Regions from separate parts of the Mus musculus genome. Here region 1 is linked to region 2. Evidence: chromatin contacts called from public Hi-C data. All regions are on one chromosome and are shown on one strand. Each heading gives the region's core, a stretch centred on a gene start, on an enhancer-like site or on the middle of the called end of the contact. The rest is flanking DNA. Distances are from core to core; before and after follow the strand shown.

Evidence for each region. A called contact is a pair of places that touch in the nucleus more often than the background predicts.
Region 1: a Hi-C map of liver shows a contact between it and region 2, with 2.9 times the contacts expected there. The contact joins two enhancer-like sites. A contact is called at or near these places in 3 of 484 Hi-C or Micro-C datasets (liver and nephron progenitors) and 5 of 115 datasets of contacts at active chromatin or transcription factors (embryonic fibroblasts, embryonic stem cells, intestinal crypt epithelium and 2 more).

What each region holds. Positions count from the first base shown.
Region 1 is chr12:52,393,547-52,399,965 of GRCm38.p6, forward strand. No RefSeq gene overlaps it. Among named protein-coding and RNA genes, the nearest start is that of Gm40423, 35 kb to the left of the region's middle. Within about 2 kb of position 3,040, at least 97 of the 459 cell types and tissues checked have an H3K27ac peak or open chromatin away from gene starts, as enhancers often do. A contact at or near this core is called in liver, where this site is marked.
Region 2 is chr12:52,314,295-52,320,550 of GRCm38.p6, forward strand. No RefSeq gene overlaps it. Among named protein-coding and RNA genes, the nearest start is that of Gm40423, 44 kb to the right of the region's middle. Within about 2 kb of position 4,322, at least 8 of the 459 cell types and tissues checked have an H3K27ac peak or open chromatin away from gene starts, as enhancers often do. A contact at or near this core is called in liver, where this site is marked.

The sequences.
Region 1 (6,419 bases), core at 1,790-4,289, 78 kb after region 2:
TAATCCCCAATGACTGTTCTTCATGGTCTTAGCAATCTTCACCTTCATACAAAAGTCTTCTCTTTCCAAACACTGCTCTGGGAGGGCGACTGTACTGGTGATGCTTGTGCCAGCCCTGCCTGCTCAGCTCCTGATCTGGAGAACCTGGAGCCTCACTGCTGTGGTTTATCTCTCTGGTGTCATCCTCAGACAGGCGGCCTGCTTTCATGAGCCCTTTGGGGCCATTTGCTCAGCTTTTGCTATTGCTGTTGCAACGGCGTTTTGTGTCTGACCTCCTGGCAAGCTGTAGTTCATTGCTAAGGAAGCTGCCAGAGGCTAAGCCCAGCTGAGGGTCCCAAGCTCATGAAGAAGGAAAAGAGGTTGGGAGTGGGCTCTGAGGCAACCTTGGTCTTTCTGAGTCAGAAAGGGAAAGCAACCAGCTTAGCTGGCATTTTTGGAGCGTTCCCCGATGGCAGTGATGGTTATCAGTGTCATGGTTCAGTCCTCTTCAGCTCACCTAAACCCCACTGCCCAACAGACTTGACCTCCCAGCAAAATGTTGTAGCTCTCTTCAAGATACACGCCATCTGAAGTAAGTCTCAAGACAGCCCTGAGTGTGCGACACAGATTCATGCCTCCATTTACAGGTCAGCGCCCTGGGGTATCAGTGGGCCTACCCCCACTTTCTGAGTGTTTTCCTTATTCTCTTGCCCAAGCCGGAGGCAGCAGTGTGTACACTATGCCAGTGCCCCATATACTGACTCTTCTGATGCTTAATCAAACAGCATTAATCAAATAGTGTTGGAAGAATGTTATGAACACTGAACGCTTTCATTTATCAAGTCCCTTTATTACATGGCAAGAAAATACTTCTAGCTCTTAGAGGCAAAGTGCCATAAAAATTAGACACATGGCAGTTCCTACCCACTTCTCTTCAGGGCCGTTCTGGTTACAATGATGTCACTGTTAGGCATTCAGGCATTCAAGGATGTAGCAGCCTTTCTACCGGCAGCTTAGGCAAGTCAGCGCCGTTCAGTGAGATTAGCGTCTTGAACAAAGAGAGCCCGTGTTCTGATCCCAGCTGGCTCACTGTACATCAGTGGTGCAGTCATGTAGCCTATCTGGCTTTGAATTCCTCTACCCATGAAGAAACTGAAACCCCATGTTCTCAGGAGTCACGCTGAAGACCGGTGTAAACACTTCAGGTTCACACCAAAGGCCAAAGAAAGGGCAATCCTTACAGTTGAGTCACATGTTCAGAGAACCACAGGGCTAGATTTTGAAAAATCCTGTGAGCATCATAGAATATATTCACACAAACTAAGACAGCTGCAATGTCCCTAGATGACAGAGTCTCCGGGACTGCCATCTTGTGTGCTGTCTGCTGCTTTTTGAGACGTTATACAGCGTGTGACTGTAATTTTCTGTTTTCCCCTTCTTGGGAGCCAAGGGAAGAAAGATCTCTCCCTAACTCTGCTTTGCCAGAATCCAGACAGGAACTCTTCTTTCTGAAGTCTATCCTCCCCACTGTCACAGGGGCAGACGATACTAGTACTATCAGATTGTATCCACCCGTGTTTCTGCATGGGCAGCGCATCCTTAGGAACAGGCAGCTTGTCTCTGAGGCAGGTTTCCTGGGTAGATGCAATTATTCACCCAGCTGGGAAGAAATGAATACTATTTATGTCCTCCTCAGCTAACTGCCTATTCCTCCACACTCAGATTTGAAAATAACTGGCTTGGTTGGCTCACCTGACTTCTAGGCTCTGGCTGTCTCGGTCCTTGAATCTCTTGATAAGCCGGACCTTTGCCTGTCTGGGCCTCAGATCCAGTCGCAGCAGGAGTCCTTGAATTAGAATAAAGTCACTCTGCATGCAGACAACAGGCTGTGCATCTCAGGAGTCCAGTAGGCTCCTCTCAAGTGCCCTTCCCCACCCCCCACCCCCACCCCCCAAGATGACCTCAAGGGGTTTCAAGGTCCTGTCTGTCCTGGGCTGACAAGTTACTGTGTATGTTTCCTCACCAACCACCCAGGAACAGTCCTGTGAAAAAGTGCTGGTGACGAGTCTACACTTAAGCCTACATTTGGTGGGAAACAGCCAGACATGATTGGCAGCGTCTTTCCTAGGTGTGGAAGGGAGGGCTCACATGTATTCCAGGTATTTGTTGTTAAGGGCCTGGCTCTATGGTCTTAGATCCAGTCTTCTATGGTTTTAAACATCTTTATTCAGCTCACAGATTCTCCTCATGGATGCATCGCACAGCACTGTGTCTTCCTTGATAAGAATAGCATGCTTAAAAGCACACATTTGCACTTTATTTTAACTGCCCTTCTTAATACAGTGATTTTTGGAGGAAGGATTTTTTTTTAATGCTACAGAGTTCTTTGGGGGAAAAAAACGTTAGAAATAGATACTTGAAATTTTTCACCCAATAAATGAGGCTTTACTGGTAATTACTATATGCCAAGCTTATAAAAATGAAACGACACAGACTCTCCTTGCAGAAGCCCATGCTCTGGGCTGGAAAAGTCACATGCTAACAAGTACTATAGCTGTATCATGAAGTGTTCCCTCCAAGGGAAGCTGCTATGGTATTCTTGGAAATACAAATGTTTTCTTCACTCGTTTTCCTTTTCTGAAGAGGCTGAGCTGCTGCAGGAAGATCTACACCCGCCCAGTTGTGTTCCATCAGGGATTCTCAATTCAGAGTGCCACAGATCCTCTGTGCCTGTAAAAATGCTTCCAAGCAGCAAGCAGCCCCTGAACTGGCTGCTGTTCCCAAGCGAGGTGGCGGCAGCTCTCAGCCTCCTGCGGTCCATGCTGCTGCTTCCCTGTGCTCCTCGTGTTAAGTGCTTAGCTGTCTACTTAGCTCATGAACAATCTGTTCCCTAGCCCTGAGGCCTCGGGCTCCAGCCCCTTCACCTACTCATATTGGGAACTTCATCTGAAATCAGCACCGCTGCCCGTTCTTAGCACTGCCAGTCCACTCAGGCCAGTCCTGACCCTGAGTCATCTGGCATGCACAGACCCATTTCCACTAAGGGTCACTGTGTCAGGAGTCACCCATGCAGCTGCAACGTGGTGTGGCGGGAGAGCTGGGAAATGCCTGTGCTGCTTTGGCGCTGTCCAGGTATTTCCGCATTTGTTTTCCTAGTGACTCCGGGCTGAGTTACAGGGCTCATCAGCATGTTTGGCAATACAGAGGCACAGCCTTGGCCTGGAGACGGCTTCAGCCATCTGTTCTTTTCAGTGATAGGGAGAATGAGGCTGGGTTTGCTAGAGCCTGAGAAACACAGCAATGGTTTCTGAGGAGTGTGATCAATCCCGGTGCACATTTGGCTTTGCGTTTGTCTACGGGGATACCTAAAGTCACTGGGTGGTGGCCAGAAACTTGTGGTCAGAAACAGAAGGCAGGTTGTTGGTTTCTGAGGACTCAGGGAAGAGAGTGGGAAGTTGGGATAAATGGCTACAGAATGTTTAGAGTAGAATGATACAAATATTCTAAAATTAGAGAAGTAATATTTGCCCAACTCTACAAATACCCAAATCCCCTGTATCATATACTTTAGCAGAGCTGGGGGTCAAACCCAGGACTTTGTGCAAGCTAGGCGAGTACTGTCTACCCCTTACCCTAAATTACAAAGTTTAGAGGGTCTTTTATTGGATAGAGAGTATATCTCAATAAAGACATTGCTTTAAAAAGAAATCCATAATTTATAGTGAAAATAAATCTGAAAAGTTAGTCCACGAATTCCCGCAGTGTGTTCCTCAGTGGACTTATGAAATTATGCCAAATTTGTATCCTCACTTGAGGGGTTAAGTCAGCTGGAAAGGCAGGTATGCCCTGGACACAGGGCCCCAACCTCTACTTTCTCTCTGGAAGACTGGATCTGTCTTTGAGGGGACACATAGCGTTCATGTGGAATTGCCCTCAGCTGTGGTATCTGACCTCAACTCCTTCTATGACCAAAATCAAAAACCCTCCAAACAATCTTCTAAACTCCACAGGTTATACTTTTTAGCCTCTAGAAGTGTTCCACATCTGGCCCCCAACCTTCCCTCCAAACCAGACCCTGAATGACCCTGATAAATGCAACCCAGTTGTCCAACACCCACCTCTCTCCTGCAGAACAAAACCAATTGCAAACAGATGGGAATTTCCACGTGGGCCAAATGGACATCAGGCAGGAGAACAGAGGGACCCTGTTGGGAGATGTTGCCTAGTAGGGAGGCAGGCAGGAGTTCACTTCCTGGGGGCCCACTGGCTGTAAAGTGCTCTGAGATATGAGTACCCCAGGGGAGGGGAAACTGTAGAGGCCAGCACAGCTAAGTGCTGTATTTGGCAACTCCAGGAGGAAAGGGCTGGTGGGAGGACAGGAAGACTCAGAGCTTCTAGAAAGCAGACACTTCCTACTTAAAAGATGTCTGAGGAGTTGAGTGGGGACTCATGGGGCCTTCTGTGAAGACCTGGACTGGATGGGAAGTTCATTTGACAGAGAGAATAGAAACAAGACAGTTCATTTTTATTTTTGATGAAGTGAAACTTCAGCTTTAAAAAAAAAAAACAAAAAAACCAACAACAACCAAAATCTTGTGGTAACCAAAGTCTATTTCACAGATAAACACAGAAAAGCGCCATTGGCTATAGACATCCACCTTCAGGAACTGTGCCCTGAAAACCACGTGAGTGGCTGTTTGAAGGTCATGAATGGATTTGACTGAGCTGTCTAGCAGGAGAAGAAAACAAGCAAGCAGAAAGGGAAGAGTTTAAAATAACAAGGGGAATCTTTAAATAGAGCTATAGAGCTGCATAATGAACCTAGTCCAAGGGTTACAAACAAGCTTTTCCTTCAAAGTTTCTATGGTAACTAGATAGAATCTACAGCAAGAGTGTTGTTAATGAAATACTTCTGGGCCAATGTGTAGCAGTTAAGTAATGCATAGTGACTTTGTACAGGCTCCAACACAGGTCATGTTTTAGCTGCTGTGTCCTTGATTCCTAGCAAAAATTAGACATTGAATATGGTGAGACTCGGGTTACTACAGGCCCTGATTTATCTCCATAGCAGAAATCTTGAAGGCTGGTGTTGATCCAAATCACTTGGAATGAAAAGAGATCGCCCGCTTCCTGGTTCCCCTGCCTTCAGCAACAGTTTAGGTCCATTTGACACATGTGCAGTGTTAATTTGGACAGTTAGAGTAAGTGCTTGTGACTAACTAATTTTATCTGTACACAAAGAACAAACACAGTCTGCCGAGGTAAGTTGGAAGCTATTTTTGAACGTGTCTAGGAAGCAGTGGAAAGGCTTGGACATGGGGGCCAAGCAATGATCCTCGAATCCAGCCAATTGTGAGCAATGAATCACAGAGCAGATTGCTGAACCTTCCTTTCTGTCTCAGTTTCTCATGAAATGAGCCCAAAGATAGAATTGACCTAAAAGTTGGCTGATGGATTAAAGGAGATTGAAATATATATTATGTCCATAAAAACCTGCCTACAAACATCACATTTGCAACATATGTCCTAGAGTTCTTTCTCTGATGTCATTTTGGCTGATGTAGTCCCAACTCCCATTGTAAGATCAGAAAACCCTGAAACTAAAACTTTACAAAGCACAAATGGGAAAAAAATTGCAAACCAATATTCTTCATGACTGTAAATATACAAATTCATAAATAAAATGTGTAATAAGAATTTTTGGCAAGTCAATAGGTCTATAAACTTTGGTTAGGTAGAATCATTTAAGTTATCAATACTATCAACACTAATACATTTTGAGCCCCAGACAATGCTGGGTCCACGTATATAATATTTTATCCCAGCCTCAATGTCATCATTTTATAGTGTAGGCTTACTATAAAACATATTTAACCTCAAATCATGAGGCTATTAAACAGTTGAGCCTTGACTCAACATATACAGCAAGCATGCTATATATAAAGACAGTTTCACCTTTTATAAAATTATATTCATGATACTTATTTCTTTTCTTGCTTTATTGCACTGGTTGTGGCCTTGATGTTCAGTGACAACTGGAAACAATAAGATAAACATCCTTGCCTAGGTCTCGTCCCCAGCCGGGGAGCAGACAGTATTTTGGTACTAAGTGCAATGCTTGTAGATTTCACAGATATTCTTTAATGTACTCAGGAGAGTTCACTCTGGCTTTCATTTACTGACAGTTTTTAGTGCACACAAATATAGAATTTGTTGATTCTGTTTTATCGAGACAATGGTATGGCTTTTCTCTTTTATTGTGCTAAAGTAATGAATTTCAATGACTGATTTCTAGGGACTTCACTAGCTTTTATTCAAGTTCGTGAATGTATTGTTCTTAAATTTTTGGTGTGAATTTTTACGTTTATGGGAAATACTGGACTTTGATGTCCTTTGCTTTTTTTGAAAGAACCTGGGACTGTATCAGGTGAAGTCTCAAA
Region 2 (6,256 bases), core at 3,072-5,571:
TAGTCTCTTTTATGTAGAACCTTGCTGACTTTCTTGCCTGTTTGTGTTGAAGTTGTATTGTTAGCACTTTCTGTGTCTTTGCTGGGGATCGTTTGTCAGTTTTATGTGTTGGAGATTTCTTTTACCATTCTGTGACTTACCTTTTCTCATAATGTTAACTTTTGTTGAACAAAAGATCTTACACTATTTCAAATTTACTATTCTTTTTCCTACATTGTTGACCTTAGTAACCTATCTTAGGGCCTGTGAAGGCACAACTTTGGATGGCTGTGGTTTGTTGTTCTTCTTCCTCATGGAGATCTGATTTTTCTAGTACCACTGGCAATGTCTTTGTCCTTTGCCACCACCATCTATATCAAGTCAGTGGCTACTTGGCCTCTATTCTAGTCCACTGGTATAGTCCACTGGTATATGTGTTTGTCTTCATACCAGTAACTCACTGACATGTTTATCATCACTATGTTCTCCCAGAATATTTTACAGTGCATGATTCTTTGCCTTCCCATATAAATAGCTTGTGAAATCCAAGTGCAACAACAAAACTGGAGAGAATTTCAGTTTGGCTAAGGATGGGGTGGTAAGGAACAATGTCACACTCACACTTAACACAGGGAGGAAAACCTGTATGAACTACAGAGTTGTAGTTTTCTCAAAACTACTCAACGGAAGTTATGCAACAACCACAGCTGGCCTTCAGACTAAGTGGGCGTATCCTGTCCATCACAACCACTCTCTGGGTGTTGCCACATCCAATGATGAAACTGCCCAGCTACACCTTTGCAAGTTCTCCCCACCCCTTTCTCAGCCATGCTTTTTACTGTAATGCACACGATATTCACCTTAAAGAGGTCACTGTCTTCTATTTTCTATTATTTTTAGCAGATTTTTGTTTTGGAAATAGAATTTGCTATGTAGATAAGACTGGCCTTGAACTGGAAATCCTCCTGCCTCCGTGTCCTGAGTTTAAGGATACAGGAGTGATCATCATTGTGTAGTGCCTTACTTTAAGTTACTCTGAAAGACAATTGAGCACGTTGAAAGTGATGGCAGCATATGGTAGTTTAATAACAAGTGCAAACAACATATATGGTGTCTCATGTGTGGCCAAATGATGAGTAGTGAGGGTGTGCTACCAGTAAGCCCTACATGAGAACTTTGGCTTGAATGTAGATAAAAAATAACTAAAGCCAAACGGTGTAAAATATTGAATATTTTAAAAGTGGAATAATTTTAAACATACAAACAAACTTTATCCAAAACCAAGCAGAAATAAAGATACAAAAGAGAAAATTAAAAACCAGTAGCATTCAAACATATACATAACTTCAGGAACCAAAAATATCCAAGCATACTAATGAAAAGAAACTGTCAGACTGAATAAAAGGAAAGCCTAGCGAACACAGAGGTGGATGCTCACAGTCAGCTATTGGATGGATCACAGGGCCCCTAATGGAGGGGCTAGAGAAAGTACCCAAGGAGCTAAAGAGATCTGCAGCCCTATAGGTGGAACAACAATATGAACTAACCAGTACCCCGGAGCTCTTGTCTCTAGCTGCATATGTATCAGAAGATGGCCTAGTCGGCCATCATTGGGAAGAGAGGCCCCTTGGTCTTGCAAACTTTAACGGGGGGAACGCCAGGGCCAAAAAGTGGGAATGGGTGGGTAGGGAGTGGGGGGGGGTCTGGGGCACTTTTGGGATAGCATTTGAAATGTAAATGAAGAAAATACCTAATTAAAAAAATTAATTAAAGAAAGAAAGAAAGAAAGAAAGAAAGAAAGAAAGAAAGAAAGAAAGAAAGAAAGAGAAAGAAAGACCCAACTCTATACTGCCCAGAAGAAAGCCACCTGTCTCCCATCCCTCAGACACTGTCTCGCTTTGTTGCCTCTAATTCATTGGTCTCTGACTCCTGGGCTCCCGTGATCCTACCTCCACCTCATAAGCAACCAAGAGTACAAGTACAAAATACCATATCCAATATTTTTACCATTAATTTATTTATTTACTTTACATCCCAATAGCAGCTCCCCCTACTCCCAGTCCCTGTCTCATATGACCCCTCCCCCATACCCCTTCTCTTCTACTCTGAGAATGGGGAGGCTCCCCTCGGTACCAACCCACCTTAGTACATCAAGTCACTGCAGGACTAGGCACATCCTCTCCTCCTGAGGCCAGACAAGGGTAACAGGATCCACAGGCAAGCAACAGTCAGGGACAGCCCCTGCCCCAGTTGTGGGGGAGGGGGGGGCACACGAAGATCAAGTTATCTAAATTACATATTTTTATTAATATTTTTACTAAATTCTTTGAGAATTTTATACCATGTATTTTGAACATATTCACTCCCTGCTCTCTCTCAACTCCTTTCGGTTCCAACCTCTTTTCCTGCTGCCTCCCCATAACCCACAAATTCCAATCTGTGCTATCCATACCTGAGTGTGGGGCCATTCACTGGAGTGGGGTTGACCTGTAACAAGTCAGACCCTTAGAGATGACTGACTCTTCATCCCCTGGCAGCTAACAGCTGTCCATAGCAGCTTGGTTAGGGAGGGAGGGTCATGAGCCCTTTCTACTCCATACAAGCATGTAAACTGGCTTGAGCTAAATGTAAAAATGTAAATAGTTTAAAAGAAAAGAGTGAACAAGTTAAACTGCATAGACATCAAAAGACAAATGAAGTGACTGTAGTATAGTTAGATACCCTAGATTTCGGGGCGAAGAGTGTTTCTAGGGATGGAGAAAGGCACTCTGTAATAATAAAGGTGCTATAGCAGAGAAGATAGTATGATTCTAAACAGTCTTCAAATGCAGAAAACATGGTCTGGTAAGCTAATGATAAATAGATTCACAACTGCCTAGTTGAGGATTTCAGTTCTCATCTTACCATCATCAATGGAGAAGAACAAGTCACCAGTGAGCATTAAAGAGCTGAGTCACTAACTCAGCACTTACGGGCCACTCTGGTCCCAAACAGCAAAATGCGCGTTATGTTCTTACACAAGCCGAACACTTATCACGGTGGAGAATAACCTCCTATAGCACAATTCTGTTCTCAATTCCAAATTCCCCAGGAGTCAAAAGGAAGAAAGACGTATTCATAAAGCATGCTGAACTGACTAGACATGATCCACCTTCGTGAGGTGCAGAGGGAAATTTATGATACTCTTTATATTTGAAAGGAAGACAGATGTATCAAGGAAGTGAGCTTCTATCTTAGTGACCTAGAGACAGTGCAAATTAAGCCCAAAGCGGGGCGGGGGGGAGGGGGTGAAATGGAGAGGAGAAGCTATAGGGGAAATACTGAGATCAAATGCTGGCATTTTGAAAATATGAACAAAATCAATAAGCTGTAGTCAGATTTATTAAGAAGAGAGAGGACAAAAATCACCCAATCAGAAAAGAGAGGACAAAAATCATCCAATCAGGAACGAGTGAGGCGGTGCCAAAGTCCTACAGTTAATTAAAAACACATTAGGAACTGTTAGCAATTTTACACCCGTAAATCTAGCAACTTGGTGAACTATCCATACCGTGAAAGAAGTGATCAAAGCACTTTCCAGAAATAAATAACCTGACCAGTGTAAGCTACAGAAGTACAACTTCAAACTTCAGGCCTAGATGCCTTCACTGGCAAGCCTTCCCAACAGTAAAGGAAAAAACAGGGCTAGTTCTAGACAAACGATTCAGACAGCAGATAAGAGAGCAGATCCTAGCTCGTTTATGAAGCTGTCATTGACCTGACACTCAAGCCTGTCACAGACAGATTCAGCCAAATACTTCTCATTAATACACACAAATTCTGTAGACAGGACAGGGCCAGAAAGATGGCTCAGCTGGTAAAGTCCTTGCCTCACTAGCCTAACAACCAGGGTTCAATCCCTGGACCCCAAATAAAGGACGGACACCACAGAGTTACCTTTCACCTCTACACTGTGGAATCTCTCCTCCAGTACACGCATTATAAAAAAATTAATAATGATAATGTGATGAGTAAGTATAACAACTGTAATAAACCTTAGCAAAAATCTTTAGTTGATTCCAGAGGGGAATCTCTTCTCCAAATAGAGGCATATGACAGTAATGGTTAATATTAATTTTCAACTAGGATCTAGTTGGGAGATCGGCCTCTAGGCCTGCCTGTGAGAGAGTATCTTCATTCATTTAATTGAAGTGGGAAGGCAGCCCCCTGTGGGTATGCCATTCTCAGTCTGGGCTCCTGGCCTATGGAGGAGGAAAGCGAAGCCGCACGAATAGCAGCACGCATTTATGGCTCTCTGTGCCTCGACTGTGGTGCACTGTGACCGGCTTTTCACACTTCTGAACCTTGACTCTTTCAGCACGATGACTGGTTCCCCTGAACGGGAGCCAAATAACCCCTTTGTCCCCAAGTTACTCTATCATCACAGCAACAGGAAAAGAAACCAAGACAATAAACGAGAGTTTCTTTCATTTTTTTTTAAATGGGAATAGAAGGTTAGCCAATAGTTGAAAGCCAATCCATGCAAACAGCAAATTAAATTAAATAAAAGACCATGTTTATCTCAGTAGATATCACCAAAACATATGATGAAGAATCTTCATTTACAATATAAAAAATATCCTCAGCAATGTAGAAATAGAAGAGTCTCTGGAAATTTATTTTATTTTGAGTGTGTGTGATGTGGAGCAACAACTTATTTTCACATTTATTGCTTTTTTAATTATTTGGACTAAAGTTTCCAGACAGTACCAAGGCTTCATGGTTTATGTCTATAATCTCAGTATTTTGAAAGGTGAGGTAGGAGATTGCCACAAGTTTGAGTCTAGTCTGGGCTACCTAGCACATTCCAGGCCAGTAGGCTTCAGAGTGAGACTCTGCCTTAGAATTTTTTTCCTTAGCATATAGTGACCACAGAACTTCAAACATTTTCCTAATTTAAACAACATTTAAGCCCAGTCACCAGTTTCAGTTTCCTAGAAGAGCTTGAAAGCTTTGTTGAACTCAGATACCCAGCTCCTTAAAAACCGTGGGTCATGACCCCACATGGGGCCACATAACTAACTGTGAGTATTGCGAAACATTGGCAATTGGTAACAGATTCCTGAACATACAATGACCAGAAATTAATTCAAAATCAAGTAGGTAGCGAACCCCTGAGCATCTCGAGCCGTGTTTGCCTGTGCTGCACTGCAGTCTTGGTTCTGAATGGTGTGTGCACTTTGCATTGCATATGCCACTGCCCACACAGAGCCAGAATACGCTGCACAAAACATCATGCCCAGATTCTGGACTGCTATATGCTGAAATTAAAGTGATTTTACTATACATACAAAGGTTTCTGGTCTTAAACATTAATATTTATAAAGAGCAAAGACTTCATTATCATTCCTCAGCATGAATCAAGTTATTATTTCTTTGGATTACATCGTATTAGAATGATTTTTTTTAATTTCTATTTGAGTTGCTGACAAGTTTCATTTTTAAAAAGTTGAATGAATTTTGGCTTGAGATTAAGACAGAATTTCCAGTGGTTTCTGAAAGGGATCGCAACACACACATGCAATTTGTACCACATACTTGTGTCCTGTGTCGTCCTTAGCCCTGACAATTATAAATCAGATATTAATCAACTCTGAAAAATGTTGAAGATGCGTATGGTGGTTTGAATGAGAGACTCTTACAGTCATTTTTGAACGCTTGTTTCTCAGTTGGTGAAACCCTCTGGGAAGGGTTACATGTGGCCTTTTTGGAGGAGGTGTGTCACTTAGGGTAAACTTGAGGTTTCCAAAACCTTTGCCATTATCTCTGCCTCTCTATCTCATTATTGCTGCCTCAAGATGTAAGCTCTCAGCATTGCTTCAGCACCATGCCTGCCTGCTGTAATGCTCCCACCCTGATGGCCATGAACTAACCTTCCACAACTGTAAGCAAGCCCTTGATGAAGTGCTTTCTTTTGTAAGATGCTTTGGTCATGATATATCTTCACACCAGTAGAGCAGTGACTAAGACAATGCCCTATGTCCCAAAGTATCAGATATTCAGCCAATAATTCTTATAAAAATAGATGAATACAGCCACCACCTCATTCATATGTAAATTTACCTTAAAAATCTTTAAATGGTAAAATTATATGTATAGCAAAGAATTGTTTTAAAAACTTGTTTATTATGTGTTCTCAGTAAATGTCTGAGTACTTTTTATTTTAGCCTGTATACCCAGGGTCACATACAAATCTATTCGGTGAAAGGGGATCACACATGGAATGGCTGAGGCAGTC